Linked DNA regions of Sus scrofa: region 2 is linked to region 1. The links are chromatin contacts, called in public HiChIP or PLAC-seq maps. All regions are on one chromosome and are shown on one strand. Each heading gives the region's core, a stretch centred on a gene start, on an enhancer-like site or on the middle of the called end of the contact. The rest is flanking DNA. Distances are from core to core; before and after follow the strand shown.

Evidence for each region. HiChIP or PLAC-seq counts read pairs in DNA pulled down with a chosen protein or histone mark.
Region 2: an H3K27ac HiChIP or PLAC-seq map of skeletal muscle shows a contact between it and region 1. The contact joins the promoter of CTGF here to the enhancer-like site in region 1. A contact is called at or near these places in 6 of 47 Hi-C or Micro-C datasets (adipocytes, embryonic fibroblasts, fetal heart ventricle and 2 more) and 1 of 2 datasets of contacts at active chromatin or transcription factors (skeletal muscle).

The regions. Positions count from the first base shown.
Region 1 is chr1:31,559,295-31,562,788 of Sscrofa11.1, forward strand. No RefSeq gene overlaps it. Among named protein-coding and RNA genes, the nearest start is that of CTGF, 110 kb to the right of the region's middle. Within about 2 kb of position 2,242, at least 24 of the 83 cell types and tissues checked have an H3K27ac peak or open chromatin away from gene starts, as enhancers often do. A contact at or near this core is called in embryonic fibroblasts, fetal skeletal muscle and skeletal muscle, where this site is marked.
Region 2 is chr1:31,672,322-31,676,017 of Sscrofa11.1, forward strand. CTGF (connective tissue growth factor) reads left to right here and starts at 2,077. Exons shown (of 5, transcript NM_213833.2): 1 at 2,077-2,358; 2 at 2,484-2,706; 3 at 3,006-3,257; 4 at 3,391-3,602. The coding sequence starts at 2,293.

The DNA of each region.
Region 1 (3,494 bases), core at 992-3,491:
GGTTAAGGATCTGGCGTTGCTGTGAGTTGTTGTGTGGTTCACAGACTTGGTTGGATCCTGAGCTGTCATGGCTATGGTGTAGACCACAGTAGCTGCAGCTCTGATTTGACTCCCAGCCTGGCAACTTCCATATGCTGCAAGTGCAGCCCTAAAACAAAACAAAACAAAACAAACAAACAAACAAAAAAACAGACTTAACCAAACCAAACCAATCAAAACCAGGTGAAATCAGTATATGACCAGTAGAGTTACAGAGTTACCTACTAAGTGTTTTTGTGATACAAAGAAAAGTTATCACTTTTATTTCAGGTGGTAGAATCTAGCAGTCAGAGCATATATTCTGGAGTCATAAAAGGCTGCAGCTCTGCTATTTACTAGTTGCATGACTTTTTTAAGCCTTAATTTTCACATTTGAAAACAGAGATAATAATAACAGTTATTTCCATAAGGTTGAGAAGATGATGTAAAATCATCAATGCACATACTCAGGTCAGTGCCACTATTATAATTTCCTGATATATTATCCCTTTATATATTTTAATGTTACCAATTAAAATAATTGCTCAAGTTAATGTTTAAAGTTTATAATGATAGTTTTAATTTATAGGTATATTACTTCACTTGATCCACTCAAGAATCTGCTAAGATAAAACCCGGAATACCAAAAAGGTTGATCTAGATTTTCTTTTCTCCTTCATTCTTAAGATGCTTGCTCCATTAAGGTATTGAAAAGGAAAGCTTAGGAAAGACTTTCAGAGTTAAGTCTCAAATTCATAACATGACCTGATCTAAATTCAACAACTGCTTTCTAGTGTAAATCTGATGGCTTAGCAGTGTTGAGTTAGAAGAAAAGTTTCTCTCTGTTGTTACCCCAACATGAATAGGAGATGATACCAGTCACAAGCACATCCTGCAGATGGATGCGCTTCTGGGATGCTGAGATTCTCACAGACATCAGTCTGTGTCTACAAGAGAGCACAACATATCAATTTAAATAAACCCTCTTATAAAGAACTACATTTCTCATATGCAATTTTGCTAAGAAATTAAGTTTAGCTAGGAAGACAGGTTTAAAAGAATGGGTTATCTTAAACTGACCAATTCTCAGAATACTAAATGCTTACATAAAATCAAAGAGAATAGCTCAATGCTTCATAAACAAAAGCTAAAAATATACCGAGAAGACTGTCTCCTCTGATCAGTCATCTTCCCTAACTACCTAAACCTGTACCTTTGTCTATCTTTCAGAGTACCAGCACCAGCACCCCTTTAGTCTGAATGGCTAACTTTTCCTAAAAATAGCCAACAGCTTTATTCTCCCTGGGAGTAACCAAGCCAGATGAACCTTCATATTTGTAATATCCAGATGCTATGGCCTATTTCTGGCTGCTCCATAGCCCAGAGGCCACTGAGTCAATAAGTCTAGGGTTTCCAAAGGACTACATTGCTCCAATACCTTGCAGACATACTTCCCATTTGTAATTTTTGCCTTTGATTTGCATTTCCCAATAAAGGGCACTCTTGGACTGGGAAACAGGAAACCACGAGAAATGATTCCAGTTCTATTATAAATGGCTAGGTTATCAGGTTATATTTTAATTTTTACATCTTGTTTTCTTCAGCTAAAGAAGAGCTTGGACTAAGGGCTTTTAGTGTCCTTCGAAGACACAAACATTCTATGATTCTGAGTGGTTTACCACTAGTTATCAAATAATTTACAGTGTCTTCTTGTGCTTGTTTGTTTAGTTGCTGTTTTGTTTGTTTCTTTTCATTTTGCTTCTGTGCTTTTCTTTCATCCTGAGGAACCCAGTGTTAGGTAGAAAACTATCCCATGTCTTTAAACAAGCAGGGCAGTCTGTGTCCACTAAGGATTCAGACCTGGTTGTCCTTGAATAATGTTTTCTAAAGTCAGAGTGAAAGCTGCAATATAATTGGCTGAGAGATATTGCCTGGGAAAACTCAGAGTCCTCTCACAGACTTTTACATTATCCTCTGGAGTACCTCAAGTTCTATTTATTCTCCAAGCACTGAAATAACCCCGGCATATTTCAGTAACAGCTCAAGAAAGAGCATCTTTTTGACTTCACCATTTATGGTTTCAATCCAACTGTTTCCATTTTCAAATCGCATGCTGTTCCTGAGCTGGGTTCTCACAAACGTGACATACAGCCACGTCTCCCCCAAAAGGGCAACGGATGCCTGCTGGGAAAAGGCACGTCAAAATTCCAACCAATCACTTGGAGCTTTTATTCTTAACCCAGCCCAAATAGTTTAATAGCTCTTCTGGCCTGTTATAAATAGGTCCTGGTGCCTATCACTCCAGCTCACTGGGAAAGAATGCAAACAGTCCCAGGAATGAAATACTCAGGAAGGTTGCTCTGCTTGGTAAGAGCTATTTTATTCTAAATGACAAAATTTCCTCCAGACACATAGAAAGTCTTACGTTTTCAGTCTGTGAGTTTCTCATCCTAAGGAATGATGTGATGTTTCATATGAGAAAAGAAAAAGAAAGAAAGAGAGAGAGAGAAAGGAAGTTACATCAATGGTAAAAATGTGCTGAGCAAAACCTTTCTCTCTTAGTTGGCCTTTAAAGGAATGCTCATTATTTTGACCAAATCTGTGTGGTCATGCTGCATTCCCCAGGAATAAATATAGTTCATGTAAACGCCTGTTCAGAAGGACAACTAGAAAGTAACGGCATGAAGTGACAAGAAACACACTGAAGAAGACACCAAGTTGAGGCCATTGATTGAATCAATAAAAAAAAATTCAGGAAAAAAATTTCAGTAAATGGACTTGTACTTTTTCTCACAGTGAATGTGAGAAACATTCTATATTGTTATATAAATAGTTTTTTTTTTCCCTTAGAATAGAAACCATCAATGTCGCATGCAAGAAACAAATACGTGAAGATAGATACAATTCCAAAATTTTCCACTTCAACTATCAGTAAACTGTCATGTTTGTAATGGGGATTTTGAGTTTTTGATTTCTGAACTTGGAAATTTTTCTCATTCCTGCTACAAGATAAGAAGAAAGCGCATGATAAAAATGTATGTCTTTTGATTGTGACAAAAGACAATCCAAAAGGGTTTCTGTGTCTTTGAAACCTAGATAATGTACCTTTTGCCAAGATCACCACACCTCAAATTCAAATGACATTGATTTCTAGCTTTTTACAGCTGCAGTTCTTTTCTTGATCTAAATCCCTTGATGTGCAACCAGGAAGTTAGATGCTGTATGCTTTTCTGAATACAGTTTTAATAATCCTGGATTTTTTGAGGATTCTTAGAATAAACTTTGTTCATAACATACGGTATATAGAAATATTTGGACACACAATAATGATGTTATATGATGTTCACTTTTGCATAATATGTTACAGAGTTTTAATTCTAGTCTGGTTCATATTTATAGGGGAAATCATAATTCCATTGATGCCAAAATATAACTTGTATCTATAATGTTGTTAGAATATTTAAACAAGGAGACCA
Region 2 (3,696 bases), core at 827-3,326, 110 kb after region 1:
GACCCTTCCCCATCCACCACACCTTTCCAACCATTAGTGGTAGATATAATTGGGGGTTTAGGTCTTGAAAGATTTCACTGTGGCTTCCCACATATTTTGAACGTTTAAAATCATCCACAGGGGAAGAAAAAGTTGGGGGCCAAGTTGCCTTTAATACACATGTGGCTATTAACATAACTTGGAATGTTCCTTCTTTAAATAGGAACTTTGAAGGCCTCTTCTCTTTGAGGAATGCTTGGAAAGAACATTAAATAACAATGATGAAAATTCTTCCTGAGTTTCAGAGGCCCCCATCGCTGGCCATTCACACTGTTGACATGCAACTACACTGTACAACATGTGGATCATTTAACGGGGTAATTGTGCACAGATGATGTGGTCTGTGCTGAAGCTGGAGTAGGTTTTTTTTTTTTTTTTTTTTTTTTTTTTCTCTTGGCTCCTTTTCAACAGAATGAAATGAAACTTGAAAAAAAAAAATGTAGCCAGTTTAAACAGGCTGTTTTCAGATTCTAAATCTGTAACGATTTGGAAAGCTGGCCTTTGCATCTGAATCAGACAGGTTTATCTTAGACCTCTCTACGGATGTGTCAACAGCTAAAATGAATCTATTCATTGGTAACACTAGTGTCAAACAATATGGCACCACAATCGGAAAAAATGGCATAGCTCTGGAATCATTCTCTTTACCTAAAATGGTAACTGGAGTTATTAACACAAAAGCAACTAAACTATAAATTCTAAAGGAAAGCACTGTCAATTAACTCAGTCTTCAGTGAAGCTAACATATGCTTAGACTTTATTGGCCATATTTGACATATGCACACAAGTGGAGGGAATAAAACTCCTTCTTTCCTTGACCTGATCTCACTCCATTAGGTTACCGGCTTCTTGGGTAATAAGAAGTAACAATCGCTATTCATAGATGTGTGGAGAGTCACTAAAATATATTATTTACAGACACTCTTAGTTTGTAAGCAAATATAATGGGGTTCAGTGTTCTTGTTATATAATCAGATTAATTCACATTTGAAGATTATAGGTTTTGGTATAAGAAAAATCACTTATTTTTCAAAGACCCCCAACTGTGTTTAACACCTCTCCCAAAGAAACCCCAAGCTTCTTGCTGGTCCCCTCCTGTAGAGTTGCCTTGTCTTCCCACCCCATTTTTCATCCCAACATCCAGCACTTCTACCTACTCAACACATAATCATTTGCTCTGACATAACATCAGATGGAATTTTCTGGAAATGTTGAAGCCCACCCATCCCTTTTTCTTCTTGATACCCACAACAATAATACTGTTGTAAGTATTAAGAGAGAACAAAGCAAGAGTGGTAGAAAACTCCCCCAGAAAACTGCATCCATACTTAGACTCCTGGCTGTATTCTCTTTCCTGTCTGTCTGGCCACTGGCCATGGGCATCCAAAGTGTTATTTCAAGTGACAAATGATCAAATTCCTCCATTTCCAATATGAAATTCGGGGATTTGCAGGTATGCTTCTGCTTCTTGAGGCTCTCAAGCAGTTAAAAGCAACCAACTCCTCTTCTGCTCTCTGCAAAATTTCAAAGGCACACAGCCTCTGAAACTAAAATCATTACAAAAACAATAAAAAGGAAATCCTTTCGAATTTTTTAGGAATCCCTGCTGTTAGCCTCTTCTGCTACCTACCTCCTAACCTCCTACAAAGGATTTATGTCAGTGGGTAGAACAGGCACAGCTATTAGAAACAGAAGTAGTGGAATAAAAATAATAATAAGCATGGCTGATGTGTTTTTAAATGATATAAATCAGGAGTGGTGCGAAGAAGGAAGGGAGGAAAATCCTATTTGGTGCTGGAAATACTGAGCTTTTTTTTTTTTTTTTTTTTTTTGGTTAGCTGTAGTGTGCCAGCTTTTTCAGACGGGAGGAATGCTGAGTGTCAAGGGGTCAGGATCAATCCGGTGTGAGTTGATGAGGCAGGAAGGTGGGGAGGAATGCGAGGAATGTCCCTGTTTGTGTAGGACTCCATTCAGCTCATTGGCGAGCCGGGGCCGCCCGGAGCGTATAAAAGCCTCGGGCCGCCCGCCTCAGCCTCACACAACAACTCTTCCCCACTGAGAGGAGGCAGTCAGCCCGACTCCCACCGCCGACGACCCACCGCCTTCAGTCCGACGGCAGCCGCCCCGGCCGACAGCTCCCGAGACAGCCGCCCGGCGCGTTCCAGGCTCCCGCCTCCGGCCCGAACCCGCGCCGCCCGCTCGGCCCGCCACGCCACCCCAGCCCCGCCGCCAGCCGCCCGCAGCGCCCCGACCATGTCCGCCACCGGCCTGAGCCCGGTCCGCTGCGCCTTCGTGCTCCTGCTCGCCCTCTGCAGCCGGGTAAGCGCCGGAGACCCCCGCGGCGCCCGGCGCCGGGGGGAGGGATGCACCGGGCCGGGGGCGGGGAGGGGACCCCGCGGCGCCGAGGGGCGTGCGTCCGGCTGACCCGCCGCCTCCCTCCGCAGCCCGCCTCTGGCCAGGACTGCAGCGGCCAGTGCCAGTGCGCGGCCGGGAAGGCGCCGCGCTGCCCCGCCGGCGTCAGCCTCGTGCTGGACGGCTGCGGCTGCTGCCGAGTGTGCGCCAAGCAGCTGGGTGAGCTGTGCACCGAGCGCGACCCCTGCGACCCGCACAAGGGCCTCTTCTGCGACTTCGGCTCGCCGGCCAACCGCAAGATCGGAGTGTGCACAGGTAAGACCTGCAGCCCCGGTCCCCACCCCGTCTCCCCCAGACCCCTCGCCCCGCGCCGCCACCGCCGGAGCGCCCGGGCGGGGGCACCCGATGACGCGCCACCACCCCGAGTCACCCTCACGCTCACCTTCCCGCCAGATAATAAAGCTGCTCGAATTGAGTCCCTCCTTCTGGCTGTTAGCAGCCCGGCCCCGGAGCCCTGCTCCCAGCCCGCAACCCCGACGCGCGCTTCCTTGTGAGAGGCTCGGGAACCAATGCTTGACCCTGCATCCCCCCCATTTCCCCTTCCTGTCCTTCAGCCAAAGATGGTGCCCCCTGCGTCTTTGGAGGAACGGTGTACCGGAGCGGAGAGTCCTTCCAGAGCAGCTGCAAATACCAGTGCACTTGCCTGGACGGGGCCGTGGGCTGCGTGCCCCTGTGCAGCATGGACGTCCGCCTGCCCAGCCCCGACTGCCCCTTCCCACGGAGGGTCAAGCTGCCCGGGAAATGCTGCGAGGAGTGGGTGTGTGACGAGCCCAAGGACCACACCGTGGTCGGCCCTGCCCTGGCCGGTGAGCTGAGCCTTTCTCTAAGTCAGCCTTGTGATTCTCCCACAGGGGGGGCCGAGCCCTGACTTTGCCCAGGGCTGGGGAAAAGGTCGTATTCTGACGTCTCACCTCGCGTTTGTGTGCTCTGCTCTCACAGCTTACCGACTGGAAGACACGTTTGGCCCAGACCCAACTATGATGCGAGCCAACTGCCTGGTCCAGACCACAGAGTGGAGTGCCTGTTCCAAGACCTGTGGGATGGGCATCTCCACCCGGGTTACCAATGACAACGCTTTCTGCAGACTGGAGAAGCAGAGCCGCCTCTGCATGGTCAGGCCTTGTGAAGCTGACCTGGAAGAGAACATTAAGGTAGGTGTCCAGCTCCTGTTCATTCATTTTCGTGGAACAAGAGAGGACAGGACCAAGGTTTAGGTCTCTTACCGCCCTCCTTCTTAGAGGCCTG